Regions from separate parts of the Mus musculus genome. Here regions 1, 2, 3, 5, 6 and 7 are each linked to region 4. A link is a contact called in public HiChIP or PLAC-seq and promoter capture Hi-C data. All regions are on one chromosome and are shown on one strand. Each heading gives the region's core, a stretch centred on a gene start, on an enhancer-like site or on the middle of the called end of the contact. The rest is flanking DNA. Distances are from core to core; before and after follow the strand shown.

The links. Promoter capture Hi-C pulls out the DNA fragments that hold promoters and counts their contacts. HiChIP or PLAC-seq counts read pairs in DNA pulled down with a chosen protein or histone mark.
Region 1: a promoter capture Hi-C map of pre-B cells shows a contact between it and region 4, with 3 times the contacts expected there. The contact joins the promoter of Cryzl2 here to the promoter of Fam20b in region 4. A contact is called at or near these places in 10 of 39 promoter capture datasets (the C10 cell line, cranial neural crest, embryonic stem cells and 5 more), 5 of 115 datasets of contacts at active chromatin or transcription factors (embryonic forebrain, large pre-B cells, pancreatic cancer cells and 1 more) and 3 of 9 other capture datasets (adipose tissue, embryonic stem cells and liver).
Region 2: a contact with region 4 is called in a promoter capture Hi-C map of liver, with 2.5 times the contacts expected there. The contact joins the enhancer-like site here to the promoter of Fam20b in region 4. A contact is called at or near these places in 3 of 39 promoter capture datasets (the 3T3-L1 cell line and liver), 1 of 484 Hi-C or Micro-C datasets (the G1E-ER4 cell line), 1 of 115 datasets of contacts at active chromatin or transcription factors (embryonic forebrain) and 1 of 9 other capture datasets (liver).
Region 3: a promoter capture Hi-C map of pre-B cells shows a contact between it and region 4, with 2.1 times the contacts expected there. The contact joins the promoter of Qsox1 here to the promoter of Fam20b in region 4. A contact is called at or near these places in 1 of 39 promoter capture datasets (pre-B cells), 1 of 484 Hi-C or Micro-C datasets (embryonic stem cells), 1 of 115 datasets of contacts at active chromatin or transcription factors (memory CD8 T cells) and 2 of 9 other capture datasets (adipose tissue and liver).
Region 5: an H3K27ac HiChIP or PLAC-seq map of T-cell acute lymphoblastic leukemia shows a contact between it and region 4, with 6 times the contacts expected there. The contact joins the enhancer-like site here to the promoter of Fam20b in region 4. A contact is called at or near these places in 5 of 39 promoter capture datasets (the 3T3-L1 cell line, hippocampal neurons, liver and 2 more), 1 of 484 Hi-C or Micro-C datasets (liver), 7 of 115 datasets of contacts at active chromatin or transcription factors (the SCID.adh cell line, T-cell acute lymphoblastic leukemia, embryonic forebrain and 4 more) and 2 of 9 other capture datasets (adipose tissue and liver).
Region 6: a contact with region 4 is called in a promoter capture Hi-C map of hippocampal neurons, with 4 times the contacts expected there. The contact joins the enhancer-like site here to the promoter of Fam20b in region 4. A contact is called at or near these places in 3 of 39 promoter capture datasets (hippocampal neurons, liver and pre-B cells), 2 of 15 datasets of contacts at CTCF or cohesin (the NIH/3T3 cell line and large pre-B cells), 7 of 484 Hi-C or Micro-C datasets (B cells, cerebellar granule neurons, cerebral cortex and 4 more), 2 of 115 datasets of contacts at active chromatin or transcription factors (embryonic forebrain and forebrain) and 1 of 9 other capture datasets (liver).
Region 7: a promoter capture Hi-C map of liver shows a contact between it and region 4, with 4 times the contacts expected there. The contact joins the promoter of Rasal2 here to the promoter of Fam20b in region 4. A contact is called at or near these places in 15 of 39 promoter capture datasets (the 3T3-L1 cell line, the SN4741 cell line, cranial neural crest and 10 more), 3 of 484 Hi-C or Micro-C datasets (B cells and embryonic stem cells), 4 of 115 datasets of contacts at active chromatin or transcription factors (SST interneurons, embryonic stem cells and large pre-B cells) and 3 of 9 other capture datasets (adipose tissue, liver and pancreatic islet).

The regions. Positions count from the first base shown.
Region 1 is chr1:157,457,098-157,459,840 of GRCm38.p6, forward strand. Cryzl2 (crystallin zeta like 2) reads left to right here and starts at 1,471. Exons shown (of 10, transcript NM_001033284.2): 1 at 1,471-1,548; 2 at 1,647-1,755. The coding sequence starts at 1,499.
Region 2 is chr1:157,517,877-157,520,982 of GRCm38.p6, forward strand. It overlaps a transcript of Sec16b not described here. Among named protein-coding and RNA genes, the nearest start is that of Sec16b, 6.7 kb to the right of the region's middle. Within about 2 kb of position 1,760, at least 92 of the 459 cell types and tissues checked have an H3K27ac peak or open chromatin away from gene starts, as enhancers often do. A contact at or near this core is called in the G1E-ER4 cell line and liver, where this site is marked.
Region 3 is chr1:155,811,450-155,814,159 of GRCm38.p6, forward strand. It overlaps Qsox1 (quiescin Q6 sulfhydryl oxidase 1), which reads right to left and starts at 1,450. Exons shown (of 12, transcript NM_001024945.1): 1 at 1,077-1,450. The coding sequence starts at 1,350.
Region 4 is chr1:156,717,541-156,720,560 of GRCm38.p6, forward strand. Fam20b (family with sequence similarity 20, member B) reads right to left here and starts at 1,370. Exons shown (of 8, transcript NM_145413.4): 1 at 1,326-1,370.
Region 5 is chr1:156,088,850-156,091,970 of GRCm38.p6, forward strand. All of the region lies in intron 1 of Fam163a (family with sequence similarity 163, member A), which reads right to left. Among named protein-coding and RNA genes, the nearest start is that of Tor1aip1, 54 kb to the left of the region's middle. Within about 2 kb of position 1,267, at least 21 of the 459 cell types and tissues checked have an H3K27ac peak or open chromatin away from gene starts, as enhancers often do. A contact at or near this core is called in T-cell acute lymphoblastic leukemia, where this site is marked.
Region 6 is chr1:157,535,327-157,538,246 of GRCm38.p6, forward strand. It overlaps Sec16b (SEC16 homolog B (S. cerevisiae)), which reads left to right. Exons shown (of 26, transcript NM_001159986.1): 7 at 35-186; 8 at 526-587; 9 at 2,192-2,327; 10 at 2,787-2,920. Among named protein-coding and RNA genes, the nearest start is that of Sec16b, 11 kb to the left of the region's middle. Within about 2 kb of position 1,340, at least 24 of the 459 cell types and tissues checked have an H3K27ac peak or open chromatin away from gene starts, as enhancers often do. A contact at or near this core is called in hippocampal neurons, where this site is marked.
Region 7 is chr1:157,411,229-157,414,155 of GRCm38.p6, forward strand. It overlaps Rasal2 (RAS protein activator like 2), which reads right to left and starts at 1,367. Exons shown (of 18, transcript NM_177644.5): 1 at 509-1,367. The coding sequence starts at 710. 2810025M15Rik (RIKEN cDNA 2810025M15 gene) reads left to right here and starts at 1,124. Exons shown (of 3, transcript NR_027984.1): 1 at 1,124-1,897; 2 at 2,516-2,567.

The DNA.
Region 1 (2,743 bases), core at 221-2,720, 740 kb after region 4:
CAATGCCTTCTCTTATGGAAGAGTTAATTGAGGGCGAGAACCATTAGGGAGGTGGCCAAAGAGGTGGTAGAACTGGATTTCAACCTGTGGCCTATACCCTCTGGCCAGATGTCTTCCAAAGATGCCATGCTGTCGTTAAATCTATTTATCCAATGATATAGTCTTCCATTCTTTCCAGCATAGCATGTACCTCACATACATTGCTGGCGTATAGTCACTTGCTGTTTTAAATAGGTCAGATAGATCTACATCTAATACTAACGTGTGTGTGTGTGTGTGTGTGTGTACATACATGTACATGGTTCATGTGTAAGGTCAGCATTTGGAGGTTAAAGGACAATTTTTGGGAGTAGGGTCTCTCTTTCTACCATGTGACGTCTGGGGGTTGAATTTAGCTTATCAACCTTGATAGCAAGCACCCTTACCCACTCAGTTATCTTGCCAATGCCAAAGCAATTTTATATACTATTTCATATAGACAGTAGTATTATTTTTGGTTCTTCTAGGGCATACCTGTGCCCCTAAGGCTTATGTCATCACTGAATCACATTTACCAAGGGGTAAACCTTTGGAGCATGAGAGTCATTAAGTTTTGGGCTGACTTTTTATTTATTTTTTTACTAACTAATATTTTAAGACAGGGTTTCTCTATGTAGTCCTGGCTGGCCAGGAACTGGCTATGTAGACTAAGTTGGCCTCAAATTTACCAAGATTTACCTATCTTTGCCTTCTGAGTGATGGGATTAAAGGCATGTGTCATCATGTTAATTTATTTTTATTTTTATCGGAGACAGGTCTTACAATGTAGCTCTGGCTGATTCGAATGTTCAGTTTTCTTGTCTCTGTCTCCTGGGCCCTGGGATTACAGGCGTGTGCCCAGCTGGCTTGTCTTTAATTGGATATTCTCTTTGGATTTGTTCAGGATCAGTTAACACCAGACTATTGGTAACAGTTTAGTTTTTTTTATCATAATTAGTCCTGTGTGAGAAAATTAGTGGCAAGAACTCTAGCAGTTCAAATGTAGACATCAAAGGATTCACCTGTGCATTTTGGACTTCTTTCTTAGAAAGAACCCCAGAACTACTACTGAAATGTTACCAAACACAGATTTAATAGTCTTCCAGGCACACCCTGTAGTTCCAGCACTCAGGAAACAAGAGGCAGGAAGATGACATGTTCTAGGCCAGCCTGGTCAACACTGTGAGAGCTACCTAATGAGACCCTGTCTCAAAGACTCTTAATCTGGGGTGATCGAATCATTTCCCTCATGCTTCCTTTTTGTTTTCCAGAACCAGCGAAGAGATCAAGGGTTGCACACACTGTTTGGTCTAACCCTAGAAGTGGTGTGGGGCTGACAGTCCCCTGCACAGACAGACAAGAGCTCCGCCTGCCGGTCAGGTCACCCGGCCAGAGCAGGCACGTCCTGGGACGCCTTTCCGCTCTCCCCAGAGCTCTTCCTGCCACATGCTGGCCACGCCCCTCGCGACTTCAGCTGGCCATGGCAGCAAGGCTGTGTACGCGTTGCCTCCCTCCGGTGTGGCTCTGCAGGTGCAAGCCCAACTCCCCCCCCCCCCGCCCCCCCCCCGGCCCCCTTACAGACCCCAGGGGTACTGCTGAGAAAACCAGCTCCCTTTTCTTTGTTGCAGGCAAGCCTGGCAGGGCCAAGGCCGGCACTACCGAGCTGCACTCTGCACCGAGTTGAAGCAGCCCCTGACCATTCAAGAGGTGGCTCCCCGCCCCGTCGGGCCACAGGAGGTAGGGTGACAAGCTTGACCCCGGGATGCCTCCTTGTATAGTTCAGAGCCTCTGACTTTCTCGGCCCAGCACTCGTGGGCTTCCTGCTTCGGTCAAAATCCTAGTTCCCAAGCGTAGGGGGCGACCAGAGGCTGGAGCGCACCCACTTTAGGTTGGAAGGTCAAGCCCTTTCAAGGTTCACGGAAAGGCTAGAAATGTCAAGGAAGCCCTCCCTCAAATCTCAAGCATAGGCCTCTCAGAGAGCTCCAGAGCCGTTGCCTTAGAAACTGTGTCTGATTTACACAGGACTTTACATAACAATACAGACAAAAGGACCCTTATCCTTTGCTTAGCCCCTCTTCAGGGTCAGTATCAAATTATGTACGGGTCCCCGAACCATTGCCCCCATCCCAATCTATCTCATGAAGAATACAAGCCTGGGCTCCTCTTATGTCCTGCTGTAATTTGGGATGAGATCCTTTTCCTGCCAGGAAATGTGGAAGTCACCTTGGCCTTGCCTGTTGACCACTTTGGTGACAGCGTGTGACACATATGTAGTAGAGAATGACAATTTGAAACAGGGTGGAGTACGCAAGAGTATCTTCATGTTAGGGGTCGCTCATGAGAGGCAGAGATGCAGCTACAGTTGTAAAGGTCACCCAAATGGGGCCTGTGGTTAAAACAGATTATTGGAAGAGAGGGTGATCACAGCCATTCAACTTCCCTCATCTTGAGTCATTCATTTCTGGGATAACACCATGTCATCCAGGCTGGAACTGAACTTACAGTCTTCTTGTGTCAGTCTCCGGAGTGCAGAAATGCCTCCCTACTCTTGGCTAAGTTGTTTTTAAACCAAGGTGGAGTGTCTTGAGGACAGTGGACATGCTATCCACCAGTCAATAAGTACTCCAGTTTTTGGATGCGGAGGCATGGGCTCCCCAGTTTTGCTGTTTGCATTGTAAGGAGCTAGCTTCTGAGAGTGTTTTTATGTTATTTTTCTTTGCCTTTA
Region 2 (3,106 bases), core at 510-3,009, 800 kb after region 4:
GCTGGGGCTGTGTGATTTGGAGAAGGAAAGGCTGCTGAGCTGCATGGTGGGTATCCCCTGTCTTAAAACGACTGAGATGGGATTCTAAGGCGCACGCATGCATGTGTGCATGTGTGTGTGTGTTATCCCTTAGGAAGGACATCTGAGCTTTAGAATATTGGTGTATACTACTATGAGGTCCCTGAGGACCTCCTTTCCTCAGAGAAGAAATACCACGTGTTCCAGGAAAACCAAAACTTTCAGACTCTCCAAACATGGTTAGTGAGTTGGTGCAGTGCAGTGGCTGGGTGCTCCGGGTCTTATATAATACAGAATTTTATCCAGCAGTAGAGAGCTCAGAAAGCTTTAGGTCTGTAAATGAAAGAACTGTATATCAGCAGGGGCCTTGGCTTGAGCTTTCCTGGCACGGTCATGGCTTCACCTGCAGGCCTGGAATCCTTCCAGAGGCTCTTTCCAGCTCATTGGCTCTGAGTGCTTGAATGTCTGCTCTTGTTCAGAATATGTCTCTCAGACTTCCCCACTGCGTGGCGAGGAATGACTCAGTGTGGGGGTGCAGAATATGTGTCTGTTTATCTGTCTCATAGCCAATGTGGAAAATTTTTTTGACATCTCATGCTTGTCTTCAAAAAAAAAAAAATGACTGCAAATTTGAACTTCCCTTCAGAATGTTTGTGCTGATGTTAAATTAAAATTCTATTGAAAATAGCTTATAAAAGAAAGAAAATCATGCTTCATGATCATCCTGTGGCATCCTGCCCTGTTCCTGGAGCAACCAGCCTCCTGTGCGGGAAGCACTGGACCACACTTCTTAAAGTTGTGAATGCTGATGTTCTCACCTTAATCCATTGGCGTTTTCCCCTGTGTAGTCAAGTGATACTGTTTCTCCATTTCCTCTAAGTCCTGGGTCAATGCAGGCACTGCATTGAGTGTCAAGGAGGATTTGTTGATTTCACAGCAGTAATAAATATTCAAGTCTCTTCCTGGTGATGTGTGTAGAATACTTTGTGGGTGCATTTTCTCGTACATCTAGAGAAGTAGCAATTATTAACACCTATGGAGCATTTACTATATTTAAATTATTTGTAAGTTTTAGATATGATTTTTTTTATCTTCATCATAATTCTGTAAGGTAGGGTTCTGTGATCATCTCTGCAGATGAAGAAATGTTATGATATGGATGTTACTAACAGGTTTATATAGTGAACAGATGGTAGAACAGGGTCTCCTGTTCAGACAGTTATTCCAGGACTGAGGTGTGCTTCTCTTCTGAGGCGTTGACAGCCATTGATCTGCAGCAGAGAGAATACCCTGAGAACGCTAAAGACTTTTATTTCCCGTAGCTGCTGTGTGAGTCTTCTTTGCCCCTTGGCACTTGACATGGGGCCTAAAGTCACAGACACAACCCTCTATGGGTGCACTCATCCTGACTCTGAGAGTACCAGTTAAATGGGAGGCCGAGTGGCTGAGAAGTAGGACCCCTCTGCCAGCCCAGGGCTGCCAAGGAAGCTTGGAGTCCTTCTTGAATGATGGGGTGTCTCTTTAGTTATCGGTTGCAGTTCAGGATGCAGGAAGAACAGGTCTGTGGGAGGCCAGACAAATGGCAACAAAAGGAATCCATTGTCAAGATTATCTATAGGGCACTATGGTCTAGTGGCCTATAGATTGTGCCAACTTCTATTTCTAAGCCTTCAGGAAGTCCCAGGGCCGGTACTGGTGACTTAGATTATCTGTGCCAGGCTAATTGACTTTGGCACAGGCACCCCTTTTTTTCTGGCACCCCACATCTCTATAATTGGAACTCTTGGCCAGAGCATACTTCTGTGTCTTTCCTGTTACCCAGCTTCATCCAAAGGAAGGCTGAGGACTTTGTTGATCAATAACTGGTTAAGGCTATAAAGATAGCTGACCTGTAAGATTGGCTTTAGGGGCCCTGCACTCTTTGATTAATTCTTAGTGTCACTAGAAAGAGACACAGTACCCCAGATACTGCTGGGGAAATAAAAAAACACGTAAGGAAACTATCCAGTCTCCCCCACCTGGACTGAGTTTTAAAAATTATTGAAATTTAATGTTTTTCTTTCACTCTTTTTTGGAATGTGTCTTTCAGTTATAGCTAGTGACCCTGGCTTAACAAGACTTTTTTTTAAACAATTTTTTATTAGATATTTTCTTTATTTACATTTCAAATGCTATTTAACAAGACTTATACATAATGTGGGCCCATCTTTGCTCCTTTGTGCCTATGAGACACCATCTACTCACTCTTTGGCCAAATTCCTTCAGTCACAGCCTCAACATTCTTTTACTGTTTTCGAGTTTCTGTCTAAAAGTGTAATCCTATATTTGTTGTGCAAACGGTTGGATGGAATCATGGTGAAGCTATCGCTGCTCTGCATTTGAGATGTTTATAAAGAAAACATAACTGAGCTGGTACTACATGCCAGGCACAGGGTATGGAATAAGCACAGAGAGCCCATGCCCTTATGGAGGCTAAAGCTAGAGCCTCCGTCTAATATTGGGATATTTCCAGTCCGCTTTCTATTTGAAGATGTGTTCCTAGTTGTAGCACACCCCCCCCCCCCGTTATGTTTTCCACCCTGGCCATTTTAAACTTTCTGGTGTCTCTCAAGTCCCTTCCCAGATGCTTATTCGAGAGGCAATTAGTAGAACTAGTCAATCGGCTTCGGGAAGTTTTCCTTCTTGGGTCCCATGTGTATAAACTCACGTGTGGTCTTTGCCTTCTTTATTCCTCTCTCAGAGGAATGTATCTCTTCCCTTAGTGAGGTTCAGACGTGGGGTCCCCTATCCTGGGTTCTACATGTCTGGTCTGAGATTCCTCCCTTCAGCTTCTCTTCAGTGTCTAGGTTCCTCCACTTGACCCAGCACATTCATATATGTCGCCTTGTTCACTCTAAACTGATTCTTTAAACCTGAATGCCAGCCGTACACCCAGCCCTGTTCCACCCATTTAGCCCCGGAGAAAGAACTGCTTGCTTGTTGTCTCTTTTGTCTTGCTTTTGTTATTACACCATTTCTTTCTTTCTTTTTTAATTGGATATTTTATTTATTTACATTTCAAATGTTATCCCCTTTCCTGGTTTTCCCT
Region 3 (2,710 bases), core at 200-2,699, 910 kb before region 4:
CTAGTCCCCTGCCTGGCACCACAAACTAGGAAACACACTCATCAGAGAAGTGACAAAGTCAGGAACCAGTCCCCACAACCATGCCACTCCTGCTCCCCACCCCTCCCCTTACCCACCCCCAGCACCCTTGACTTGAGTTAGAAAGATGTGTGTATAGCAGGGAATCTTTAAGCTGTAGAGAGGAAATTCTGTCGTGTCCACAGTACAGAGTCTACTATTTAAGCACTTGGTCTATAATAATTACCATTATTATGTTCCCTCATCTGCAAGTCTTAATTTTTCAATATTTTAACATTCCTATAATACAGCACACTTTAAAAATCCCTATACGTTTGGTGGTTTTCTTATCCTGCTACCCCTTAGGCTGTAATTAAATGAAGAGTGGGTCCCGTAATTGGCATTTTAGAATGGAGGAATAGCCAGACCAGTGACTGGAGCATGGAGCACGGGCCAATCACACACCACAGGCATACATATAGTTTAGTCTCATGGGCTTAAAGGCTAAGGTCTAAGCGAGTCCAGACCCAAGGAGAAGAGAAATAAGAATGTGGCCTGGAAGCTAAGGTGCTAGAGGTAGCAGGTCAAGAGAAGCCTGGACTGGACAGGCAAAGAGGAAAACCACCCGATGAAGACAGACATCTACCTCATAGGTAAGGATGAGAAAGGAAATGTGTATACCAACTATGTAACTTGCCACGGGGGGTGGAGAAAAGTGGTGGGGGCGGTAGAATGAATGCCAACTCTCTATCCAGCACTGTTCCACCTCGACTACTAGGGAAGTTGGCAAGAAGGGATCCCTGGATGAGGAAGGAGGCTGCTACAAAGCTGGATTGGAGAAAGGCTCAGAGAAGAGCACAGGGAACAAGAAAACCCTCTCGAAGGATAGAGACAAAGACTTGTCAGAGGAAGACGCAGGAGCAGAGGACTGAGGGGACGCGGCCAGGGAGAACTTAAAGGCTATGGATTGGGGGAGGGGAGGGACTGCGATGGACCAAGGAAGCCGCGAGGGAGGGGACGAGCTAGCGGGACGGTTGGCAGGACCTGCCGGTGGGTCGGGGAAGGCCTCCACTTCTCACCTTTCACGTCGTTAGCAAGCTCCTTCCACGTCGGGGCGAAGGCGATGCAGTGGCCACACCAGGAGGCGAAGAACTCCACCGCCCAGGCGCTGCTGGAGCCGAGCACAGTGGGACGCACCGAATCAGCATCCAGCAGCGTCAGCGGGTCAGAGGACGAGTAGAGCACTGAGAGCCGGGCCGCGTAAGCGCCGGGCCCCGAGAAGAGCAGAGGCGAGAGCAGCAGCAGTAGTAGCAGCAGCGATGGCGGCCCCGAGAGGCGGCCGCACCTCCTCATCCTAGGCGGCTTGAATGTCCACCTCCTTCAAGTTTGTGACTAGTCAGTATCCGGAGCCTGCCGCGCACCAACAGCCTCCGCCCCGGAGGAGGAGGAGGAGCTAAGAGGCTCCGCCCCGAGGCGGGGCCGACTCCCGGGACCGCCCCTGCGAGCGTGTGAGCTGCCAGAGCCGGGGTCCCGGTGCTGGTGGGCGCTCCGCGGTTCCCATCCCCCGGCGAGCCAGACCTCCGAGCTGGGTCCGGAAACGAGTGCCGCCCGGGACCTCAGGCCGCACTCGAGGTCGTTGAGGGGGCCGGGGCAACGTTTGGCCGCTCTCGGCCCCCGTATCCTACGGAAGCGGAGTCCGTTGGCATAGTCGTTACAGATTTATCTTGTTCCTGGAAAGTTCCAGGGGGCTCCTTCTCGCAGTTTTCACATTGGGAATTCGAAGTAGGTGGGAGAAAAGAGCCAGGAGGTAGGACATTGTGATTGTCAAGGCCCACAGGAGCCAGAAGCACGCACGCCTCCGGAGGCCCCACCGTCTAGGGAGCTATTGCTGGAGGGCTTCCTACGAGGGGACAGGACGCCCTCTCCCACAGTTGGCTGGGCTCTGCTGCCTTGGAGTCAAGGTTTCTTTGGCATTGACATCCCTCCACCCTTTGTTGGGTTGATTCCTTCAGGTTGGACTCCCTCCCCACAGCTCAGATGCTATATTGCCCTCAGCCTACTCAGCCTCATGCTCCTATGTTCTCTCAAGTATCCGGATCAACTAAGCTTGTGTCCACAAGTAAGAAAGTGATAGTGAATTTTCCTATGGCCACCTTTTGTACCTCGGGTGCCTTGTGAGATATCTTGAAGTGAATAGGTCATCCTCAGAATTGTCACACTGGCCTTTTTCTTTTGTATCTCTGGATTAGTTAGCCCTCTCTGTGACCCCTTGGCCTAGCCCTTAAGGTGTGTTACTCCTTTCCTTCATAAGAAACTGAGTAACGTCTCTGTGCCAGTCATGCACCAGATATTAAGAATGAGGTGATAAAAGACTGAGGGGTGTGGAACTTACAATGGGGACAGATGGTATGCAAGTGAATGTAGGTTGACTGATGACAAATATCAAGGGGAGCTATGGTTATAATAGGAGGTGGTCAGGGACAGGGACATCTGATATTTGAAGGGACCGACCGAGTCAGTAATACCGCTGAAGACCAAATACAGGTTTGTAATCTTAAAAAATAACAAACCAAAGGGCATGGTGGGGCATGTCTAAAGCCTCAGATACTCTGTAGGCTGGGATGGAACAATATGAATGCCAGGCCAACTTGGGCTACATAGTGTCTCAAAAATAAAAACAACCAAATTATTATATAAATTTCTTATCCTTTTA
Region 4 (3,020 bases), core at 120-2,619:
GCCTATCCTAGACCGCAGATATATGCCTGCCTCTGCCTCAGGAATGGTGGGATTAAAGGGGACGACTAATCCCCCCTCCCCCTCCCTCACCCCCACCCCACACTGTTCTCCTGTGATAAGTATTTTCTAATGTGAACCCGCATCTTGTTTTCAGGTAACAGTTCTGGGACACAAAACCCAACATCTTCACAAACTTTAAGAAAGTTATTAATTTAATACAATAATTTTAAATTTGCCCTAAATTGATTTAGAGCCTATGCAAATAATTTAGCATCTTTAATGCCTGAACCTGTTTCTCAGGACGATAACATGCACAAGTGCTTTCAGCTTGCTCACCCGGCTTGCATAAATTCAGGGAATGGCAAGCACATTGAGCTCAATGTGAAATTACAACCCAAGCAATGTAGGCATGGTTAATTATTGACAATCTTGACTTTCCGGATTCTCGGTTGTATTATAAAGCCGTAGACCTCAATCGTGAAAAGATCGCATTATTTCTTTCTTCCAACGTGAGCTATCAAATCTCCGGAGGGAACCTGGCTGAGTAGAGATGACCCTCACACCTGGCCCTAGATCCAAGTGACAGTGTTAAACATATCCTTTTCCCAAATTGTAAACGCCTTACCCATCCTACTGGAGACATAAGTCTTTAAACGAAGTAATTGTATAAGGACCATCCACGCCCTGTTGTTCCCCCCCCCCTTTTCTTCGTTTTTATCAGGAGCCTGACAGATCACTGACTCCAGATTAAAAAGAATGTCTTATCAGACTCCACAATCAAGGACACAGCTTGACAACGTTCGCATTCATCTTCAAGGCAACGTCTGGGCTCGCTCTTAATCGCCGGGCCATCACACCCGGAAATGAAACCGCCAGCGCAGCCCACTCTGCACAGTCTCATCCTAAGTTGTGCCCCTTGGCGCTCTGAGCGCACGACCGCAGGACACCGCTGCCCTCTCCGGCCCAGGGCCTGCAGGTCACTCGCGCTCCCCGACCACCAAGCGGGCCCCGTAGGGGCTCAGCGAGAGCGCGCTCCTCGGCCACCAGGAGGGCGGCGTAGGGACCGAGCTAGAGCGCGCTGCCCGCCGGGCCGCCGACACCGGCTTCGTGTGACAGAAGGGCGACACCAGGGCCAGGAGCCTCTGGGGACCGTCCTTAGCAGCGAGCACCGGTCACCGCAAGGACTCCCGATCGCCCGCAGCCCCGCATCCGGCCCCTGAGGGAGGTGCCCCGCCCCCCGCCGCCCGCGCTTTCCCTCCCTCCCTCCCTCCTTCCCGTCGTTCCCGGGCGAGGGGTCGCGCGCCCTCTCCAACCGCGCCACTCACCTGGCGGGCCTCAGGCTCGCTCCATAGCCGCCCGCGCGGTGCGGTGAGGCGCGGCCCCGGCCGCCCCCGCCGCCTCCGGGGAGGGGCAGCCCCACGCCGCACTCACCGCCCCGGGCCGCCGCCGCCACCACTGCGGCTCCCGCCCACCGCCGGCCCGGCCATTCCCCGGTCGCCGCTCCCCGCGGAGCCGGCCGCTCCACACCCACCCCCGCCTCCGCGCTGCCTGGCTGTTGGTACGGTCCTAGCGGAACGCCCTCCCTGCAGCCAATCCCAGTGCGCACCCGGCGCAGCTCCGCCCCCGTTGCGGGTAGGCGGGACTACCGGGCAGCTCCGGACCGCCCCCTTTAACCCTTTCACCCTCATTCCTGCAGCGCTGGGCTCCGCAGACACCGTCGGCGGATTTCTCCAAGCCTGTTTACATAAACTAGCTTCTGGCTTCTCTCTTACCTTCACAATTTCTTTCCTGCAGTCATCTAGGTGAAGTCCTATTCTGAAGAGATAATTTCTTCTTTCTTTCGCTCTGCCTTGACTTCTCCTTGGAGATTCTGCCCCAAAGTGCCCTTCCCTGACCAAAAGAGGCCAGACTTCCCACCTTGGAAATCGCTCCAGCTTTGGCCCAGAGCAGAGCTCCCCTACTGTACCTTTTCAGTAGCTCTTAACAAAATCCTGTTTATTTTATTATAATAGCTTTTTTTTTTTTAATGTTTGTGCCTTGCAATGGACTGTAAGCCCTAAGAGGGCAAATCCAGCGCGACTTGGTTTCCAGTGCCCTGCACTCACCCACTAGGCTCCTGAAGAGTCAATGAGCTGCTCCTCCCCTTAACGTGTGTCCACTCCACACACAGTAGCTACTGTATAATGCATACGTTTATTCACCATATAGACAGCTTCCATGTAGTCTGTTTGACCCTAAAATATTATGGTGTACGTTCTACATTGGATATGATTTGTGCGGGGGGGGGGGGAGTTTGGGGACTAAGCAGGAATTTCTTTCAAGAGGGAAAGAAACGATCTCTCTCTCTCTCCCTCTCTCTCTCCCTCCCTCCCACCCCCCACTGTATGCCACTGGGCATGTCATGTAGTGCCTCTGAGTATAAGGCTCCTTGGGAAATGGAAGTTAAACACAGTACCTACTTGACAGGATTGTGGTGAGATTTAAATAGTAAATGTGTGGAGAAAATACAATTATTGTGTGAAGTTAGTTTAATGTGTGTGTGTGTGTGTGTAGCACTTTCGATCAGGACACCCAGAGAAACTATTGGACTTGACACCCTACCCCAGAAGACTTAGTGAGGGAAAGCAGCTTTAATCACTGCTGGAAGCACTCATCACTGCAAGGCGTACAAAGGGCAGCGTAGACAGCCCTGTGTCAGCTTTTACTGGATAGAGTTGAAAAGGGTTGAGGCCATTATCCGACAATGGAAAGCACAATTCTTGGGAAAATTGGCTGGATGGTGATGAGAGTCTGCCTTATTTCTTAACAGGCACATGGGTCTGCTTGCAGCCAGCTCTTCTGGGCCAGAAAACCATGAGGCAAAAGAGGAAGCCAACACTTTCTTTGAGACTGTGTGACTAACAGTGCTCCGTCTTCTCTGTCATTCCATTGACACTGAAGAAGGACCCTGCTCCTGTCATTGCTCATCCTGAAACCTGCCTTGGGGGAGATGACACCCATCTGTGTTGAAGGATTCTCAG
Region 5 (3,121 bases), core at 17-2,516, 630 kb before region 4:
CCCACTAGCGAGAAGAGCTGTGGCTGATCCACTGCTCTACCCAATAGTTAGTGAGCCAATCCCAATGGGTGGGTGGCTCCCAGATACCCAGGGGCTAAGCAAAGAGTTACCAAGAGGCCCCTGGAAAGAGCGTGCTGCATGGGGCTTTGCTCAAGAACAAGGTCTTGAGATTCCTTTTAAAGTATAGTCAGCGAAGACATCTCTCCAGCTCCCCTCTAATCAAAACAAAACATCACAACAATCCCCACAAATCACACCTCAGCCCAATCCAGCTGCTTTTTATCTTATTTCCAAAAGACAGTTGCTGGTGTTCTTATAAACTGTAGAGTGCCAGTCATAAGTCATAACCAGCCTGCTCCCATGACTTTCAGTGTAGAAATATGAGTCACAGACATGCAAAGACTCTTTTTTGTTTTTGTTTTTGTTTTTCGAGACAGGGTTTCTCTGTGTAGCCCTGGCTGTCCTGGAACTCACTCTGTAGACCAGGCTGGCCTTGAACTTAGAAATCCGCCTGCCTCTGCCTCCCAAGTGCTGGAATTAAAGGAGTGTGCCACCACGCCTGGTTTGCAAAGACTCTTAAAAGAGCTGGCCCCCAACATCTTATTTAACAGGGAGAAGCCAAGTTCAGAGAGGATGAGTAACTTGCTCGACCACACAGCAGGGTCGAGACAGATGCATCTGGAGAGGCACTGGGTGTGGAGCCTCTGGTCCTGCTGTCTGTCCTTCCAGAAGGGCTATACAAATTTCACCAGGAGCCGAGGTGTCCCCTGGAGTGTACTTTCTTGAAGCAGGTTTGTAGTAACAATCAACCAAGTTACAGGTTAAGAGGCAGAGACCGCCCAAACCTCCCAGAGCCACACCCACAGTGGGCGGAGTCTGTATTGTACCAGGCTTAGATCTTGCCATCTTGCCGTCTGGCCCTTTGGGGAAGTGATACAGGAATGGAGGTCTTTGGGAGGTTTCAGTCTGGAGGCAGCAGGGGTGGGGTGGGAAGCATGTAGGAGGGGTGACCTTGTAGAATCAGTGACATCATCTGGTACCCACGTCAAGGCTGGTTCTGGGTTCGGTGCCCTTCGGGCCGAATACATTAGTAGTCCTGAGGTGGGAATTCAGAGCACATCAGCCTGGAAGGTGGAGCATAGATGGGGAAGGACACTAAAAGCCACTCTCCATTAAACTAGAGATCTCTGCTCTCTCAAAGGGACCGCCCTGCCATCAGTAACCCCAAAGGGTCACCTCATTCACTTCCTGGGCGACTAAAGATGCAGAAGGCAGGCTGCAGCTGGCACCAACGTATGTGATTAATGGCCTCTGCCCCTGCTCCACCCTGTTAGGAGCACAAATTAATTGAGTGGGGGCTAAGCACCAGCTGATGTCAATTTCTTCTGATGCAATTAAGCCTTCGCCAGTCATTTATTAACTGGTGAAATTGACACAGCAGGTTAGCAGCTGGAGGAGAGGGACTGTTGTTTCCTTGTAAACTGTCTAGGACAGCAAGCCTCAGGCCAGGCTGGTGAGAGAGGGAGGCTGAGGCAGGGTGGGGGTGGGGCTGAAGCTCAAGCATCTGTTGTTTCTGTGCCCACTGATGAGCCCTGACTCTCAGATGAGGGTCTGAAGAGTTGCTTTTGCCCCAGATAAGTAACCTCAGGCTCCCAGAGACGTGTGCTGTTGGAAAAAACAACACCTGCAGAGCATTAAGAAGAGTCAAAGCCATGACATAAAAGGGGGTCTCTATCATGTCACCTTGGCCTTGGTGTGTCCTAAGACCCTGCAGGTCCTTGTGCCGAGACATTCAAGCACAGCCCACGATAGGCAACTTCAACACTACCAGAAAAAGAACAGGGGGCAGAATCCATGATTCTAAATACGGTCAAGAAGACAGTGAAGGGTAACCATTATAACTCCACCCCTTGTCACCCAAACACATAATTTTAAATCCTAGGCCCCTAAAGCCTCATTTTCATCTCATAATGAAAATGCATTTCACCCACCTTTAAAAGCCCTCAAAGGCTTTAGACAGTTTTGACACTGTTTAAAAGTTCAAAGTCACTTCTGAAATGCAAAGCTGTCTTGTTTTTATTTCTGCAAGTGTGTGTGTGTGTGTGTGTGTGTGTGTGTGTGTGTATGTGTGTGTGTGTGTGTGTGCGTGCATATAAGATTGCATATGTGAGCCAGGAGGAGAGAGAGAGACAGGAGGAGGGTAAGAGAAGACATCCTGGGAGAACACACCTGAAGCCCAAAGAACAAGATCAAACATGTCTAAAAGGCCCCGTTCCTGGTGCAAACTGTCCAACAGCATCCACTGAGCTGTGCTCTTCACAGGGGGTGCTCTCCCACATCCTGCAGTGCGGCCTCCCCTCTCTCCCCACTAGCCTTCCTGACTTGATTGCATCCCTCTGAGAACATCCCTGCCGCAGTTACCAGATGGATAAGCTTCCCTTTCTGAACCTCACCTAGTGTTCTTGCCTGTTAACTGTCGGCCCCCACATCAAGGGAGTCTTTTAAAAAACGATACCCTTATTTTAAATCAAAGTTTCACCTCCAATTCTTGACAGATAGTTTGATGGTTTGAAAGAAATGGGCCCCCAGGGGCTCTCCCATGTTTGGATGTTTGGTCCCCAGTTGACAGAGTTGCTAGGGACAGACTTTTAGGTTCTAAAAGCCCATGTTATTGCTAGTTAATTCTCCCTCTCCCTCCCCCCTCCCCTCCCCTCCCTCTCCCCCTCCCCCCTCTCTCTGTAGATCAGGATGTAAGTGCTCAGCTGCTGTTCCAGTGCCATGTTTGATGCAGTGCTCCCCAGCAGGATGATCATGGATGTTAACATTCTGAACTGTGAGCCCAGATTAAACGTTTCTAAGTTGTATCGGACCGGGGTGGGGTGGGGGGTAGATTGCATGTGTGAGTTTGTGTGTGGAGGCCAGAGGTTGGCACCAGGAGTCTTCCTTAGTTGCTTTCCACCTTATTTTTTGAGGTTGGGTATCTAACTTAAACCCAGAGTTCGTCGGCTTGGCTGGTCTAGCTAGCTGAGTTGCTCCAGAGTCCCCTCCTCTACTTCCCCATTTTGTGGGAGACCAGGGGCTAAACTCCAATTCCAGGAAGATAATCACAAAGTCCACCTGA
Region 6 (2,920 bases), core at 90-2,589, 820 kb after region 4:
ACCTAACGATGTCCACCATGTGTCTGTTGGCCAGATGACACCTCAGCGACAGTTCCAAAGGCACCTATGAGGTTCTATGTTCCCCATGTGTCTGTGAGCTTTGGGCCAGGAGGCCAGCTAGTGTGTGTCCCCCCCAACTCTCCTGCTGATGGACAAACGGCCCTCGTTGAAGTGCACAGCATGGAGGTAATCATTATCTTGGGTTCCAGGGATGCAAGTACTCGGCTCAATTCAATGGCTCGCTCAGGCTCTCACTTTGCTTGAGGCCGGGCATCTCCAGGAGGGGGAACTGAGTCACATGTGCCTTAGATTGTGAGCAAGAATGGGTGGGCTTTTCTCTAAAAGAAGTGATGCTAGATTTACATTTTCCCTGAGATGCTAGTGACTCATCTTTCAACAAGTATAACTGTCTCCACAAGGCATTGAGCCACACCACAAGACCATAGCCCTGGATATGAGACTGGATTCAGCTGGTGGGGACTGGCTGGAAGAATCTTGGTGACCTAATTTTATTTTCTACTCCAGGTTTTACTTAATGATTTTGAGGATCAGGAGGAGATGAGAGCTTTCCCAGGGCCCCTTATTAGGTAAAGTACTGTAAGTGTTGTTAAGGGTGTGTGTGTGTGTGTGTGTGTGTGTGTGTGTGTGATATGCACACATGTGTGAAGGCGTACACATGCATACATATGTGGAAGCCAGAGGAAGACATCTGTTGTTTTCTTCTTTCTCTCCCTCATCTTCTTTTGTTCTCTTAGTTTTTGAGAGAGGATCTCTCACTGAACCTGAAGCTTGCCATTTTGGCTAAGCTGTCTGACCACTGAGCTCCCAGTATATGCCTGTCTCTGTCCCCCAAACTCTGGCATTACAGGAACACATTGTCCATGCCTGGCTTTTATGGGGGTGTTTGGAATTTGATCTCATGTTCTCTTGCTTTCAGAGCAACTTCTCTGACCCCACTAAGTTATGTCACCAACTCCTAAATAAAGGCTTTTGAAAGCTGAGGACTCTTCCTGGCCAGGTCTTGGTTGTCAGGGAAGAAAATGTCTATTTTATTTGAACCAGATTTTTCTATGCCAGTAGGTAGAAAAAGAGATGACCTGAGTGATTTTAGCAAGCTGTTTCATATTTGAAGAGGAGAAAGAGAAGTAAGCTTAACAAGTTAGACCTTTAAAAACAGTTCCATTTCATAGAGGTTAGCTGGTAGGAAGCTTCAGTGTTCCAAGGACTTGATAGAGATTAGTGGGGAAATGGAGCACGGCCTGGAGAAACGTTCTTAAAACGGCTTTTTCTTGAGCTGATTTTTCCAGCTCCCTGCCATTGTGAACGTCTGCCCTCTGCAGGAATAAAGTAGAACTGCTGTAGCATTTTCAGCCACATTTCATCGGGTTTTAGCTGTGATGAGTCCTGGGTGGGTGGGTGTCAGAGGACCAGCATGCCAGGTAGCCTACTAAGTACTGGCTTATCAGCCATCTTTAAGTTTTTCCCTTGAGAAATGATATAGCACTCACTCTGCCTACTCCAAAGGCCGTGAAACTCTATTCATATGAAGGCCAGTGAATGTCGCTACTTCTTTGTACATGTAATCTGAAGCTAGCTCACAAGCACACGCTCACACATGTATGTGGGTACAAATGTAGAGGTCAGAGGAAAATCTCAAGGGTCATTCCTTAAGTACCTAACCCTTTTCCCCCTATGTCTTACAGGTTTGCAAAAAACTAAGTTGTGTATTAAATAGTATGAATGTTCTTGAACATTTAACAAGCACTTACTTGATGGATGCCATACAGTTTGCTTACCCCCTTTTTTAATGCAGGCAGTTGTTTTTAAAGTCCCGTCCTAAGTTAAGGATGGCACTGAGGCTCAGAGCAAGTGAGATGTTTACATAATCCAGACATGGACCCAGTCTTGTCTGACTTGAAACAGAACCCTTCTGAGAAGTCATTTAAGGTCTTTGGGTTTACTCTCCTCATTTAAAAGATGGAAGGATGCACAAGAGAATCTCTGAAACTCCTCCCTGTTCTACAGGAAAAAAACCCCCAAAACCCCAAAAAACCAAAAAACAAACGATCTTGCGATTCCAGACTTCCAGTCCTGGGCTCTCACCCTTCTGCCATGTTAGCGAGTTCATTGTACAGAGTCTGTACAGGGAGAGTCAGTCTGCTCAGGCCTTGCTTCCTGAATCGTCCCACAGGGAGGACATACACAAGGTGGATATCATGACGTTTTGTCAGCAGAAAGCAACGCAGTGTCTCAAATCTGAGACACCAGGGAGCAGAGACTCAGCTCTACTTTGGCAACTGCTGGTTCTCCTTTGTCGACAGAATGGGGTAAGTCACTGCTTTGATATAGGGGGCAGATGGAAGCTGGGCTGAAGTTGTTGTCTTTGTGGGAGTTGGTATATAGCACAGTTAGAAAAAGCAGTCTTTATGTAGCACTGTTGCCCAGAGGGAGAGTGTAGCTCCGGTTCTAACACTGGTGTGCCAATGCTAACCTTTTCCTGGAGAGTGCCCCCTGCTGGCTGGGGTTTGTTGTACAATCCCTGGATTACTGCACCAGCCAGTGGAATTGTGAGTGGTTCCAATAAGCACTGTGGCTGCGGACAGGCAGAGAGTAACCACGATAGTGAAGCTGATGTTTGAAATTCAACCATTCATAAAAGATCTCCAGTGTATTTGCACGACTGCCTCAGGAACAAGTCAGAGACCCTGCTGTCTTCCTTCTTCAGCCTGGGCCCAACCTGGGGACTGGTTGGAGCATCCCCCAGGATGACTCTCTTTATCCTGCAGTCCATGGTGGGATCTGACATTGCTGAGCTGCTGATGCAGGACTGCAAGAAGCTGGAGAAGTACAAGAGGCAGCCCCCTGTAGCCAACCTCATCAACCTGACTGACGAGGACTGGCCGGTACTGAGCTCTGGGAC
Region 7 (2,927 bases), core at 117-2,616, 690 kb after region 4:
GGCTGGTGCAAGGGCTACGGCTAGGGCTGGGTGTCTCTCCCATCTCTGCCCCCCACCCACAACCCCTCGATTTTGTTTTGTTTTGTTTTTCATTCATTAGCTCATCTTCTACTAAGCTTTTTCATATCTTTCTCTCAACACTTGCTTCACACAACAGGAAGGAAATGAAATCCCATTCACTTGGTTTTGTGCCTTGTTCCATTCTACCTTCCTGAGGACTCAGCAGCAAGTGCCTTTAATTAATCACCTAAGAATTACGTCCAGATAGCTCAACTCTATAAACTTACTGTGGATATCTAAAGAGGTCCAAAGGAGCCTACTGAGTCACATAACCAGGCGCTATATATTGGATAAACTTGTCAAAAAGCATTTTCTGCAACAACAACAACAACAACCAAAAAAAGATGTGGACAGCTGACCTAGGATAGATGGGGGACTAAGAATGCATCGGAGCCCAAGGAAAGATGAGAAACGCCAGCCTCTGAGGCAGACGACTTGTGATCCTTACCGAACACCCGGACCCAGCTCTGCTGCTGGCACACTGACTCCAGAAGGATCCGATCCAGCATGCCACCGGCCACTGCTCCGCTGACTGGGACGACCGCGTCCAGATCCTCCGGGGGCAGCGGCGAGTCGGACTCCAGCCCCGTGAACATCTCCGGCCACGACAGCGCCTCCGCGGCTCCTCCGGACGACGGAGACAGCTCCATGGTGTCCCAGAGGGAGCAGGCGGCGGCGGCGGGGCGGGCTTCCCGGCTGCGGGAAAGGGACGACGGCGCGGCCACCAGCACCCGAACGGCTGCGGGCGCGGACACCGCTCACCTCCTTCCCCGCCGCCCACCGCCCGAAGGCCGGGCGCCGCAGCCCACCTGCAAGCGGAGGGTGGGACCCGGGCCGGGAGGCGGGTCCAGCGTGGTCCGGAGCGGAGGCGGGTCCCGGCTCAGGTGCGGGTCCGGAGCGGACGCGGAGCACCCGGGAGCGCGGGCTCACCTCCCGCCCCCACGCAGCCCTGCTCAACCCCCGCGGGCGCGTTCGCGGGCCGCCCGGGCTTGGGCTGAGGATGGAGCTCGGCCAGGCAGGGCTGGGCTCGGGGGCGTCGCCGCCAGGGGCCGCCCCCTCTGACCGGCTCCCGCCGCCGTCGCCTCGGGGGCTCAAAGCGCCGGCTCCCTCAGCCTGAGGGGCGCGCCCCGGCCCAGCTTCTGTCCGCCTGGCGTCGGCTTGCTCCCGCGGAACGCGCAGGCCGGCCCGCTAACTCTCAGGCCGCCGCTCCGGCCGCTGCTTGGGCTCCTCCGGCTCGCGCTCCTCTGAGAAACCCACAAGCCCGGCAGCCGCGGCGCTGGCGGCGGCGGCAGGCGGCATCCCAGGGTGATAGGCCGAAGCAATCGAGTGCCGAGCTCACGGCCGCGTGTGCAATCCAGTAACCGAGCGGAGGAGGAACTGCCGCCGAAGACAGCAAAAATCGGGCACCGAAATACTCAGCGGGCCAGGCCCGCCTACTTTCCTAAGACTATCCTGCTCCGACCGCCTCTCGGTGCGGGGATCCTCGAGCTGCTGGTGGAAGCAGAGACGGTGTTGGGGAGGCGGAGAGAAAACGGGGTGCGGGAAATTTAAAAAGATGGGAAAGGCGCTTCCCTTTTATCTTAGCCCCTATCCTGTTGATTTCTGGACCAATGCTTCTTTCTCGGACGAAGAACATGAAGACGCTGCTTTATCTAACAGTCACCTCGGAAGAAACGCCATGGTTCCTCCACAAGGGAGATCTGGCCCCGCGTCTTGGATCCTGAGATCTGTGCGAGATCCCGGCTTTGCGCCCTGTCCGCCCTGGAGCTGGATTTATCATCAGTTTAGAATAGCATGGCTACGATGTGTGGTGCGGATGGATGGACGAGCCCCGCAAGTACATGAAATGCCCCAAAGCCCCAGCATTAACCAAACAAGCTTCTCTTTTTTGCCTTTGATCTTTGCAATCTGTTGGCTTCTCTTCTAACAGTGTCACTTGGGTTTTATTTTTGGTCTATGTGTAAACTGTCTTCCTCCTTAACATTGGCTTCGTTTTGTGCCCACCCAAAGCGGGATTCACCAATCCAGATTTCAGAGATTTTAGGCATAAGTAAATAAATAAATAAATAAATAAATAAATAATAGTAATAATAATAATTTCGGGTAGAAATTTACCAATTTAAATTATGTTGACAAATCAGGTTTTTCAACAATTTATGAACATGGCTACTTCAAACCAATCAGGAATTTTTCATAATTAGATGATGCTAAAAAATATTTGGGGGAGGGTTTTTGTTGTGTCCCAGCCCACCCCAGCCCTCATTTCTCTCTACTTTGACCTTCTATAAGAGGTCAATCTAATTTTCTAGGTTTTAGGAATTCTCATGTGTTTTTGTGTTTTATGGGAGTTATAGCATGCATTTTATAATTTTCTCCCAAATTTTACATAGAGTAATAGCATGTTAAAACAAGAAGTGACTTTAAAGATCCTCTCACCCTTCCTCTTGTTTAACAGGTGCAGACAGGACAGTCCACATCACCTGCCAAAGCAGCCAGCAATGCAACAGGTACGTCTTACAAGCTCTCAGTGATACTGATTTCTTCAACTCTGATCCTTCAAGAACTCTGTGATTAGATTTGTTAATCTGGTGCTTAGCAATGAAGTAGAGTAATCCCTCCCGGTATATAGAAGCCCACTTGCTTGCTATCTGACTACAGTCAGCTCTCCAATTTTAATAAATGAGAGATAAGGAAGCTAGAAGTTACAGGACCCAGCCCTAAACAAATCTAGTGTTTTCTTTCTCCCTTCTTTCCTTCCTTCCTTCCTTCCTTCCTTCCTTCCTTCCTTCCTTCCTTCCTTCCTTCCTTCCGTTTAGTTTCAAGACAGGGTTCCTCTGTGTACCAGCCCTGGCTGCCCTGGAACATGC